2 separate regions of the Mus musculus genome follow, and region 2 is linked to region 1. A link is a contact called in public Hi-C data. All regions are on one chromosome and are shown on one strand. Each heading gives the region's core, a stretch centred on a gene start, on an enhancer-like site or on the middle of the called end of the contact. The rest is flanking DNA. Distances are from core to core; before and after follow the strand shown. Region 1 has its middle 12 kb from the start of Btbd3. Region 2 overlaps Gm14066 (a long non-coding RNA gene).

The links. Hi-C and Micro-C count contacts between places; a contact is called where the count stands out from the background.
Region 2: a Hi-C map of cerebellar granule neurons shows a contact between it and region 1, with 3 times the contacts expected there. The contact joins two enhancer-like sites. A contact is called at or near these places in 9 of 39 promoter capture datasets (the 3T3-L1 cell line, 3T3-L1-derived adipocytes, the C10 cell line and 5 more) and 1 of 484 Hi-C or Micro-C datasets (cerebellar granule neurons).

What each region holds. Positions count from the first base shown.
Region 1 is chr2:138,262,722-138,269,669 of GRCm38.p6, forward strand. It overlaps a transcript of Btbd3 not described here. Among named protein-coding and RNA genes, the nearest start is that of Btbd3, 12 kb to the right of the region's middle. Within about 2 kb of position 2,735, at least 71 of the 459 cell types and tissues checked have an H3K27ac peak or open chromatin away from gene starts, as enhancers often do. A contact at or near this core is called in cerebellar granule neurons, where this site is marked.
Region 2 is chr2:139,275,646-139,281,725 of GRCm38.p6, forward strand. It overlaps Gm14066 (a long non-coding RNA gene), which reads right to left. Exons shown (of 6, transcript XR_375033.2): 4 at 1,092-2,210. Among named protein-coding and RNA genes, the nearest start is that of Gm14066, 28 kb to the right of the region's middle. Within about 2 kb of position 2,071, at least 18 of the 459 cell types and tissues checked have an H3K27ac peak or open chromatin away from gene starts, as enhancers often do. A contact at or near this core is called in cerebellar granule neurons, where this site is marked.

The DNA of each region.
Region 1 (6,948 bases), core at 1,485-3,984:
TTCAACCAGAAAGTAGCCCTTTCCTCTCCTCTCCTCTTAGCATCTCTTTCCTATCAGTCCCTGCTGGTGTTATTGCAGTGGCCTTCCAAGGGAAAACTGGACTCCTCTCCTTCACTTGCTCCTATCAGCGTAACTACCAGAATGGTTTCTCTCTTCTCTCCTGCTTTGCCTCTGCTGTCACCTCGTCTACTTTTCCTAGTTGTTGTACCCAGGGCTCTGCTCTTGCCAGAAAACTGCTCTGTCTACCACTGATCTATTTCCTCCACACCAAAATGGTCTTTTCAAATTTTAAATCCGCATAGGCTTAAAACTCTCCAGAGCCCTCTGTGTCGCACAAGCCAGTTCCTTCCGATTCACATCGATTACACAATCCTGTCCCGTTAACTCTAACCTTGCCTCTCGTTTGTCCTCTCCTACTCTCCACTGTAGCTGTCCATCCTTCCTTGCTAACCCTTGAACACCGTAGGCACATTCCCATGTTAAGTCTACGTGCTGGACTTTCCCTCCCTCTGCCTGTAATATTACACACTCCCGCCATGCAGATCCCTCCATGAGCTCCTCGACTCCTTTAAGTCTCCGAACCCTTCCACCTTTCTTAGCGAGCGCTAACCCGAACATAACGGTAAGAGGTACACTCCTTGCAGCATGTGCCTTTTCTATAGCATAACTTACCTTAGAAATTACGTATAAGATATTATTTTGACTTTGTGAATTGCTTCTCCCCCCCATTCCTGTTATACTCTTGGGGCTCCGGGGGGGGGGGGTGAGATTGAAGTTTGTTGACTGTCCCAAATGGCTGTTCTATAGAGGATTACAGTAGATATTTTTGTAAGTATAGTCTTCTTACTTCCTTTTTTCCAGTGCATTTCTAAGAAAATAGTATTTTCATAACCCTTTGGCACTTGTGGGCCTAACACTGATGGTTGACCATCCTACCAGCAAGGATGAAGTTCTAGAACTTGTAGCTTAGGGTGAGCTGTAATGCAGAATGGCTCGGAGGAGTAAATGGGATTATTACCTGTGAAGTAGTAAATCGTACACATGTGTGAGACCAGGTCATTTAGCTGTCAGGAAAGCTGCCTTGGCCTCCCTATTCCCATCTTATTATGTAGGTTCTAGAATCTCTGGATGTCAGTCTTGTAAGGTAGGCAGTAGCACTGCCTAAGACATCTTTTTAAAACGTGCTTGAGTGCCTTGGTAGCTCTCAGTGATGTTCTTTCCCTCTGCTTGGTTCTTTACCCATCTGTGTCTGCTTCTAAAGTTAAGATAGACCCACTTCCTTCTCTCTCTCTCTCTCTCTCTCTCTCTCTCTCTCTCTCTCTCTCTCTCTCTCTCTCCAACTGGAGATTTTGGTATCAGAGCATCTTTTATGTGTCCCTTAAATCTGATGCTCTTTCTGAAATCTCTTCAGTGACATGATTTTGTCCCTGCAGAGCCATTCAGAGGCACATTAGTAGATGTAATATTAAATCTACAAAAGCAGAGGGTCTCATTTGTTTACCTTGAGTTTTCCAGAGAAGGGGCATTGCTGTCCTTCTGCTTTAGTCACTAGTTGTCATTTTACTTTGCTTAGTTTGTAGCCTCTATTTGGGTCCTTCAACTCTAAAAATGCAATAAAAACTCACCCCCTTTCCTTTTTCTATGGGAAGACAGTATCCTCTGACTTTCAGATTCATCCGATGAAACACACACACACACACACACACACAAACACACACACACACACAGAGAGAGAGAGAGAGAGAGAGAGAAAGAGAGAGAGAGAGAGAGAGAGACTAATTTTAAATCATGATGGTGCTCTCTAGACATACATGAAACCAGTAGCTCTCATATCTAAATCCAAAATTAAGGATTTTTTCTATTTTTTTTAATCTTTCTCTCACTCTGTATTTAGTTCCTTATGTGTATGGATTTTATGGGTAAGAGTAACCTGCATGTTGAGCTGCATAGTGTAAACATTTCAGCCATGATCTGCACACAGAGACTGCATGCTAGCGAAGCATTGTTCTCATGCACTTGCCTTGTCTTTGAAGCTCACTGGATCCACAGTTTGTTATTAGGAAAACTTAATAGCACAGTTTCAACTCATTTTATATTGAGTTCTCAGTAGTCAGTAACCAAAAGGAAAGAAAGGCTTGACCTCCTGGATGGTGAATCCTGTTTCCTGTAGGTTCAGCCATTAATAGGCATGCCTTAGAAAAATACACCCTTTTCTACCTTGTTGAGGGTCTCCTTTAGGTTGTTTGCTCTTTCCTAAGCCCTGTGAAAATCTTTGGTTTTATTATTTTTTAATGTACTCATTTATTTGTTTTGTTTTGTCTGTTTTGAATTGCTATCTCACTTCTCTGTATCAGCTGTTTTTGTTCTGTTCTGTTTTGTTTTGTTTTTATGTCATATTCCTGTTCGTTACTGAGGGACTAACTCTGGACCTTGGCTGCTGTTATATTTTAAGTCTCTGCATAGAGAAGGGTTTCTAATAAAAACCACCTCCCACTTTTTTAATGTTTGTTAAAGGAAAATGTAAGTAGTTTAAAGTCAAATGCTTTGAATCTGACTTAGGCTGAGCTACCTGCCTAAATAGCCTGGAAATCCACCAAGTTCTTAATCTCACTATCAACAGTGCAAATGTGGAGAAGGTTCCCAGAAGCACCTTCTTAGGAGGAGGGTTCAGGCTTCAAGGAGCTGATGGCAGCTGGCGAATGTCAGCCACTGCCCTTCCCCTTGCTTCCTGTCCTGCTGTGAAGACTGGGTTGAGAGCTGCTGCTTCCCCTCGCCCTCCCTGGTAGATCAGGGCCGCAAGACTCTTGCGTGCTTGAAGTGCTGCAGTGTCTTGGAAATGAACTGTTCTCAACGGGGCCAGGAGTGGAGAGAAGGGTGTGCAGTCGAGCCATCCCCACATGACGCCACAGGACGCCAGCACATAATTAGTAAATGCATATAGCTGCTTTATTTGAGTATAAGTTCCAGTTAATTTGTCACTTCCCATTCACGAAGTGTTTGTGTGAGATCCGTTCATGTCTCCCCTGAAGTCTCTAGCTGGTTTCTTTCCATCATGTTGCCAATGAGCATCTCCGCACAGCCTGCGTCTGTCCTGGGCCCTGTTAGCAAATGGCTCTGGCATGGCCTCAAGGTCACCATCAGGCAGGATGTGGCTGTGACTTTTTTTTTTTAAAGGTTAATTGCCATGTAGATTTCCAAAACGGTATTGGTGACCTTTTTGTACCTCTGTCATGCTAAAAGCTGTTAGATCTTCTTGTACTTTGGATGGATTTTTTTTTTTTTATCAGTGTACGGTTTTGTTGATATATGTTTCATTTTTTTATGCAGTGTGTGATTCTGAGCATTGTGATTAGAAAACACTGGTTCACTGAGATGTGTGAACCTTTCAAATGTTGGCACTTTTCATTATACAGTATCAAGAAGTCAGATAATACTATAGCCGCTTTCATCAGAACAGTGTTAATGTAAAGTACTGGGAAATTTTCTGACTTCGTTATCATGGTTTCCAAAATTTCTGATTTTTTTTCCTGAGAGGCTTGAAGTGCACCACCGGCGGTAAACATTGTCCATTTCTCTTGAAAGGCCAGGCTTACCTTCTTTTGAGGAACTGTCTATCAAGAGTCTTGATAAGCACACCTTGCTAATTCTCTCAGGTAGCAATAGCTTACAAATGCTGCAGGTTTGACTCACACAAATTCCACAAAAGCTTCACTTGAGGCAACCATTCTCTTTCCGTTTCATCAGAAATGCCTTGTACGGGCTTCTTGGTTCTTAAGGTGTATACTCAAGCGTTGGGCTTACTAAGGCAGATGTTGCTTTTCTGCGGCTTCTCTTAGGTGCTGTGAGACATGACTTGGGTGACAGCTAAGGAGTGTGGAGATGGGCTATTCCTCAGTCCTGCGGGCTGCTCACCAGTTGTGTAAATGCCCCGTTATTGGTGTGGCTGGGGGAATGAGGAAGGAAAGTGATAGTCCTCCTTCAGTAAGTCTTCTGCACACTAGCGAGCATCCGCTGGGGTGGCCTTCCTCGGGCTTTGCATGGCAGTGAAAAAAGTCAGGCTGTGGAGCAGTCCTTTCCCTTGACTTTGGGAAGAAGATCCCTTCCTTTTCTGTTTGTGGCACAGAGCTCTCCTGTGGAGAATTTGAGTTCTGCATCACTACTGCCAGATGCTGCTCTGGGAGACTCTCGCCGGTGCCTCTCTAGCTACTTCCCCAAGCAGTGCTGTCCAGAAGTCTTTAAGATACATGATACTTTTAATTAAACAGGTCCACACAGAATATATTTACATTATACCACCTCCCAGAAATACTTACTTTTTTATAGCCAGGAGAATTTACTATTGATTTCTTTTTCTTTTTCTTTTTTTTTATTCACCAGAATAAAGTCCATTTTATCCCAGTCTTGTGAGGGAATGTGTAGATGAGAGCTGAACTGTTGTAGATCTGCCTTGATCCCCATTCACATGGCTGACAGATTGACACAAGGGCCTAGAACAAGACACAACAGATGTAAGCAGCGCACCGTTCCTCTGTTAGGAAGTGATCCAAACCTAGGTGTGTGCTGGTAGTGGCTTGCTGGGAAGGCATGAGGCTTTGGGCTGCCCTATTCACACGCACCTGTTTTACTGATACGTTTAAAGATAGGGTTTGTCTAACGTAGTGGAAATTCATCCATTCAATGTTAAATACAGATGAAAAATCTCTCAGAGCCGCAGAAAAGTCTTTTTAATTAGAATTTTTTGAGTTATTCATATGACTGCCTTGCTTTTTTCATGTGGATCACAGAACTTATCATCCTTTCCAGTTCATTACATCACTAAAACTCTCTACTGGTGCTATAAATAAATATGCGCAACCATGAATTGAGTTTGGTTGAAAGCAGCTTTGTCCTGGTAAGTGAGCTTGCCCCTGGTTAACCCACACTTGTCTGTGGATGTCTGCATGCATTAGATGTTAGGCTTCTAGTGCACCAGAGCCCTACTTTACACGCATGTAGGGACTTGCTTTAGGTTAAGCTTTAGTATTTTCAGTTGCTTTAGCTACAAGCAAAATGTAGTATTATAAACTGCATGTGTGCTGGGACTTGCTTGGGAGAGCCTCGGGATACGTTTAATGGCTCTAGGTTCTTTGCCACTGCACCTAGTCTAAGCTTGCACCACAGACGCTTGGAAACACTTAGACCCCAGTCTCAGGCCATTTTACCTTCGGATCAGTTGCACTGCTTACATTTAATATAGGCTGCTAACTGGACTTGGACTTGTTGAGCTTGAACTTTGCTCTTATGTAACCAGAGAATGCCAGGTGTGTGGGTGTGGCCTGTTAGCTCTCCATAGAGATATGAGATGCAGCCCCAGAGAATGCACTCTCCTCTGGTACATAAAGCAAGGGAGTGCAGTTGGATGTGGAAAGTCAAAATGCCAAGGAGTCCTGGACTGCAGAGTGAAGGAAGGGGCTTGCTTGTAATCAGCCCATGAGAAAGGGGAGCTGTGAGAGTGACAAGGTGCAGCAGAGCATCTGTACTACGAGAAAAAAAAAAAAAAGAGGACAAGTCAGGAGAGCTCTAGTGAGGGAGTCACACTGGGGTCATAGAGACCCAGAGCACATTGTGAGTCCTGTGGCTTTTTCCTGATTGTGAAAGCAAGATAGGGCCACTTTTGCCTGCGTAGATATTTGTGTATTCTCCTGGAGTGCAGCAGAGTCCATTCCCATTGTGTTGTGATAGGGTTGTTTGGTTTTTTTGTTTTTTGTTTTTTGATGGAGAGTATCTCAGTACAGCTCATATTTGGCCACCTGCCATTTAATAAACCTCTTTCTCTTCTCTTCTCTTCTCTTCTCTTCTCTTCTCTTCTCTTCTCTTCTCTTCTCTTCTCTTCTCTCTCTCTCTCTCTCTCTCTCTCTCTCTCTCTCTGATTGATGTTATTTTAAATTTTACTAGAGGATATTAGTGTACACAAATAGTGAATCCTTACTAGTTCCATGACATGCCCACAGCTGCCTATGTAAAGAGAACTAGCTGACTTAGATATAAATTATGTTCTGTCTTTGGAGCCTAAGGTTGGCTTTGCTCTGATCCCAGTTGTCATCACACTGACGTGGATATCCTATGAGACCACACAGCTGTAAACTGTGTCAACATGTGTTATTAAGAAGAGTTAAGAGTTACCCCCTCTAAAGATGTATGCTAACTTCAGTGACAGTTAAGGGCCACAGCACATGCTGTGTCTGAGCATTGTGTGACGTATATTGGGAAATCCAGATTTAATAACAGGTTTTTGAGAAAAGAGTCACATTTTAAGAGCCGTTAGATTATTTTATTTTTACCTGTGAGTAATACAAGCACTGACCTACTTAAATAGTAACCTTATGACAAAAAAAATAAAAGTTACTGAGCATATTACTGGAATTGAACTTGTGTTTCAATACCTTATTTTCTTGTTCTATTATAAGAACCCAGGGTAAGTGTAGACATTCCTCAACATTTGTTCATTTTACAACAGCAAGAGAAGGGGGCAACAAAGGAATGCTTTACCAGTGCCACTCTGTTTCCTGTGGCAAATGGAGGGTCTCTCAATGTTTCTTGGTGTTGATGTCATTAAGGTTAAACAAAAATTTACAGTACACTGTACCTTCATAACATCTTTCACATCACACCTAAGGAATTGCAGTTTAAAGCTAATTAAAAACCCAGGCCAGGAGAGATGCAGTTGGTGTTGAGAGTGCATACTGCTTTTGCAGAAGGTATGGGTTCAGTCCCTGCAACCACATGACAGCTTGCTATACTGCCTGTAACTTTAGTGCCAGCAGATCCAGTGCCATCCTCTGGCATGCATGAGTAACTGCATGCATTTGGTGCACATAAGCTCATGTAGACACATGGATACACACACACACACACACACACACACACACACAGAGAGAGAGAGAGAGAGAGAGAGAGAGAGAGAGAGAG
Region 2 (6,080 bases), core at 821-3,320, 1.0 Mb after region 1:
CTTCTGTTTTCATTATACAAAAGATTTCCAAAATCGTAGATAGTTAAAGTGTTACAGAGCATAAAATTTTAGGGATGATACTCTAGTAACAAAATCACATGACACAGCCAGAGAACCAGAGCCCCTAATTTCACAGTCAAAATAAATTTCCCAAGCATATGCCATTAAAAATGGGAGTAGATGCCAACACCTCTAATTTCGGAAAACCCTAACACAACTAATATAGCAATGGAGGCCAGAACTTCAGGCCAACTAATCTCTGTGTGACTTGGTAAAGGTCTAACCAGGTGAAGACACATAGACTTAAAGAAAGACCTAGGAAATATACAAGCATCTGTAACCATTCCTGGTACAATGACTTTTTCTGTAAAGAACGGTGACATTTTCCTTGAAAGCAGCACTAAGTCATACATAGTAGCTGTGTTTATATGGAAGCCATGAACAGTAGATTTCTCCTTTAAATCGTTGATAAATAATAAACCCTCAGGAAAGTCTTTTCCAGGACAGTAATGGTACATGTAGTGATCAGGACAACTCTGCCACAATGAGTAACATTCTGGTCGTCCCTCTGCAGTTATCACTTTGACATTTCCCACAAATGTTCCTTCCACTGCCCTAATAATTCCTATAGAACTATTTGGCTGCCAGCAGCAAATCCCCCTTGGGTAATCTCAAAACTCTAAAGGAAAAATGCCTTCCTCTTTCAGGAAATATTGTCTTTTCACAATCTATTAATCCCAGCCTCTGCTCTTTGCCAACAAAGGTTCTATTTGTGTATTATAAAAGGGAGTCCTTAACAAATGTTGAGAGACTGATAAGGTGATTTTCTTCTTATCTAAGGGAAAATTAAAGGCCTTTTATCTGGAATAAAGCCAAAATAATTTTGAGAAAAGTCCATTTTTCTTTCCCTTCCTGGCATATCCAGGGCTCATTCTCCCTTCTTATATATTTGCTTGACAGGAGAGCCAGTAAATCAAGTCGAACATATTTTTATACAAGATGCAATGCATAATGGTATTATAAAATATTTTAGCTACTGGTTAAAAATTTCTTAATAGAGCGAAATATTGTGTGCATTCCCTGATACCCACCTCTCAGCCAGCAGGAGAAGCTTCCAGAAGCCTGCTGAGACACGAGAACAAGTCTGTCTTGACACAACGCCATCTTTGTTCCTCACACATGGCTGCTTATTCAGCTTTTACAATGGCTTCAAAAGAGGACCTCATATGGCAAGTATTGTAAATGTCACTTTCTAGTCTAAAGACTACGTTCAAGCTATCATTCCTTCTCAATGCTAATAAAACATAACTTCAGCAGGAATCTAGCAATTTTCTAGATATTTGTTGATTAGATTGACTTATTTATTCTTTCTGGCTGCTGGTGTTAGCTCTGTTACCTTTGTCATCATGTACTCATCCTGAGGCTATAAAGTAATAAAAAAAAATTAAAGTAGCATTTGCCTCTTGAAATAGAAAATAACAAACTTCCTTCGTCATCTTCAAGATTGCAGAGCAGTGGTTCTCACCGTTCCTAATGCGTTGACCTTGTATTCCTCATCTTGTGGTGACTCCCACCCATAAAATTATTTCATTGCTACTTCATAACTGTAACTTCACTACTGTTATGAATCATAATGTAAACAACAGATGTGCAGGATAGCTTATAAGCTACCCTTGTGAAATGGTCATTTGACCTCTGTGGCTTCTCGCCACACAGGTTGAAATCCTCTGTTGTAGAGACAGACTGGATAGGATTCTCCACATTTAACATTATTGAGGAAAAATACTCCTGAGATCAAGTAATGCCACGCTGCTTGACGAACACTTGATGAAGACAAAGAAAGCGAGGTTCAGAGACAATGTACTAGAACATTAGAGACATGCATCATTTCTATATGAAAAGTGATTGTGTCAAGAAGAGTCCATGAACAGATTAGGAGAGGATCTGGATTTGAAAGTGATACGCTTACAGAGAGATGAGATGCTCGTGCCTGCTTCAGTACTTCTGTGTGGTTATTAATAATCTGCTAACACAGCATGCATGGGGCATATGCTCCCGTTACAGAGAAACCAGCTCACTGAGTCACCAGGCAGGGAACCAGGCAGAGCTCATCCGGAACCACACAGTGCTGTCAGCACACAGCCAGCTTCCGATACGGCAAAGCAATGGTGCTGCTTCTGTTACCGGCACTAGCTCTCAGAAACCTGGAACTGAGGAAAGAAAATAAATTAGATCACAGCCCAGGTGGGATAGCCATTCTGTTGGACAGCAGGGTGGACCCTGAAGGAAGCGTGGGCAGTAATTCTCCCAGGTCCCAAGCAGAGACAGGCTATGTTGCACTAAATGCTTCCAATAAGATGAATCTGGGCTTCAAGAGTTGGAGAAGGAAGGATGAACCTTCTGGAGCCTACGATTCCTACTGAGTTATTTCACTGGCTGTCAATCTGGCCTTCACGCACTGCTCACTTGTCCCTTCTTTGTGACCCTCTTAAGAAAAATTAACTCAAAAGTACAGAAGTTGGGGCTGGTGAGTGAATACTTTGCTGTATAAGCATGGGGAATTTGAGTTGGTCTCCCCAGCAACCACATGAAAAGCCATGTGTACCTAAAACCTCAGCAGTGTTAAAATGGAGAGGGGCTATCTCCAGGTTCAGGGAGAGACCTTGTCTCAGGAGAGTAAAGCAGAGAGCATCAGAACAAGATGCCCAACAGCATGCTCTGGCTTCCACAAGTGCACACAGGCACATGGAAGCGTACAGCACAAGTGCACAAAGAAGTTGCCTACAAAAGAGTGGCGTCTTTAATGGCTACCACTTTAAACAAGCAGTGACATGCTAAAAAGTAATTTCCATTGTGCAAAATGGTGTAGACACTTAAGCCCTGATACATCAAATATCATCATCCATGAGAATTACCTCATGCCCTGATGACAAATCAAAATCCATCCTAACTGTCCTAAGTCAAATTCAACATTACAGAGAGATCCCTAGGAAATGTATATGGATATTGAATTTGAAGTGCAAAATAAAATGTTTCAAGGAAAAACAAGAACACATTGGGCTACATGATGAAAGGTGCATAGGTTTCTAACTCAAATGTGTCATTTGGAATCTGGCTTGGCTTTTCTTTTGGTGCTTTCTTCTATATAAGCATCACTGGGAAGCAAACTCCCTAAGGAAGTAGCTATGAATGCATCCATCAACATGGCCAGGCTTGTGCACTAGTTGATGTGCTCACTGTAGCAAAGGAACACACTTATTTCTCATAATTCCAGCAAAGGTTCTTGAGATTCACTTTGGTAAATAGGCCACATACTCGATTCTAGAGAAATTATCAGTCAGATTTCCTGATTATGTGACATTTGAATCACCAAAAAAAAAAAAAAAAAAAAGTGACCACCCTTCAAAACAAGATAAAACCGACAAGATGTTCTCAATTACATGAGAAATGCAACTGCAGCAGAGGGCCAGCACTTTGCTGTTTCGAGCACCATTTCAGACAACAAGCAACACATAGGACATATTCCAGAGTAAGTGCCACGGCTGCCTTAAACACCTGGATTAGCCCTGCAAGCTTCAAGAGTATCTACGCTTCCAATGTGGGGACCCCAAACGGAAGTAAGAGCTGTGATTCAGTTATGTCACCCAATTTTAGGTTGTAGAATGTGAAACACTGGAGGATTAGAACCACACAGCAAAGGGTACCTGTGATTGGAAACTTGTGTGAATGAATTTTAAGAACATAAGTTTTGCTCCCCCAATTGGGGAGGTTTTACAATACTGCACAGGGGATAAACTTCGTTTTCATTACAGTTTAGATAAAAAAAAAATTGACAGCCTAAATTTTTGCATCTAAACTACCATTAGTCAGTCATCAGCAGCCTTCCAAAATAAAAACCTAGTTATTAGATTTAAAAAGAGGGGACCCAGAAGAGTTGGATAAAAGTCAGTATGCAATTCCTTCTACCTCTTTAAATATCTAATATTTTGAAATATGATTTTGCATTAAACTAGACAGCCAATTGATATGAGTTGTACCTAATTGCATCCTCTGCAAATACTATGTGTATATTGTTGTTTTAATACTCAAAGCTACAAGGGGACTTGTAAGATGGCTTAGTGAGTAAAAGTTTTGCAGTACAAGCCTGACCACCTGAGTTTGATTATCATAATATTCTTAAGAAGCTGAATACAGGGTAGACAGTTGGAACCCCAACACTCTCACAGTGAAGTGGAAAGTGGACACAAAAGAGTCATCCAGAAGCTGCTGGCTCAGCTATGCAACACATCAAAAACAAGGGAGACCCTTCCTCAGCAACATGAAGGGTGAGAACCAACAACCAAAAGAAGTGTGTTCTCTGATGCCGCCACACACACTAACAATAATAATTATTTAAAGATAAAAATTACTCTTGGGGAGAAAAGAAAGAAACAAAGAAAGAGAGAGAGAGAGACGTGGGAGAAGAAGAATTGAACAAGAAAGGATGGGGAAAAAATGTGATTAAACCAGTGAGGAAACCATGAGGAGGAAGGGACAGAGGAGAGTGGAAACAACATTTTAAAAGTCAAATGGGGTTCAAAAACCTTTCCTTGAATTGATTTCTGTCAAGGCCACCTGCTGACGGTCCTTACACTTGTAGAGTCAGATGTCACTCTGAGTTTAAGCACAGCACTCACAGTTCTGACAGCAATCTACAGCACATTTAGAACCGTTTGTAAAGGTGACACTGGGAAAATACATTTTCAAACCATAAAATGAGAGTGAATGTTGTGGATCCATAGGATGCCTGGCCTGCTGTGCAGGAATGCTCTCATCATGTCAAAACTGCAGCTCTCATAGGGACCAAGCTGGCTACTGTCCTACCAAAGGAACTGCACACCTGTGTCAGGATGTAAACCCATCTGCTCCAGAAGGCATTGGACAACAACTGGCTACTTTCTCAGGGACATGTCTTTCTTTCAAAATAGCACAGTCCTGGTATATTTATGTCATAATGAGTGGTGTCTTCCTCCATCACTCAATGGATATTTGTGTGTGTGTGTGTGTGTGTGTGTGTGTGTGTGTGTGTGTGAGAGAGAGAGAGAGAGAGAGAGAGAGACAGAGAGAGAGAGATTTGGATCTGTATGCATATCCTAAACTGAAAAGAGTATGGTTATTTATGAGCATTTGAATGTATGCGCATTTGCAAGCAAACACACTGATTTTTTTATCATGTTCTCATCCAATAAAAAGATGACAACAACGTATAAGAGGACATTTTTCTTCTCCATAAAAGATTTCAATATTTGTTTTCATACAGAAAGCAACTATTCTTGTGTAGCCAAAGGTAGCTATCTTGGACTCATGGAGAAATGTCCAAAATAATACTCCCTAAATGTTATTTAACATTCTACTGGAATTGCATTTTTAGGTATCCAAAAGGAATGACAGAAGATAGTTGATGGCACATTATTTTAGAGGGAGAAAAACTATCAAAATGTTTCTGACTGTAGCAACAATAAAATACTAATGAAGCAGAGGAGCAGATGGAAATTGCAAAGCCTGTGCAATGTTAAAGCCCAAAACATGGTGATTTGTTAAATTACAGGGTTCTTTCCCCTGAGACAGGAGCTGCAGTTTGCTGATAACTCAACAACTGGGATTATTACTGTAACGCAGCAACGCCATTTTCTTCCCGAACCCTGCATGAACTAATTAATTACATAGCTTTGGTTACTAAGTGAGAATCAAGCTTTGATATCCAATTTCCAAAGACTGAACTTCATAAACTGTCAGAAGAACAGATTTTTCTTAATTGTGTTCTGACTATTTTGATTAAGTACAAAGACTACTATCAATTGCCATAAGACAATTTTAAGAAAAACCTACATTCTGTTTTGACCATTTGGAAGAGTTCTCCTTTTTTCCAAAACACCCCCTCCCCTTTTTTTTTAATCCTGGATACAGAGACTTCTTTAGTGACTGGCAATCTATCATGTTGCGTGGCTGCTCTAAGCATAATGTAAGCATCAGGAGGCCAAGAGGCTCCTAAAAGGGCTTTATAATGGTGCCAGCTGGGCATACCAGTCTAGATGGGTGAA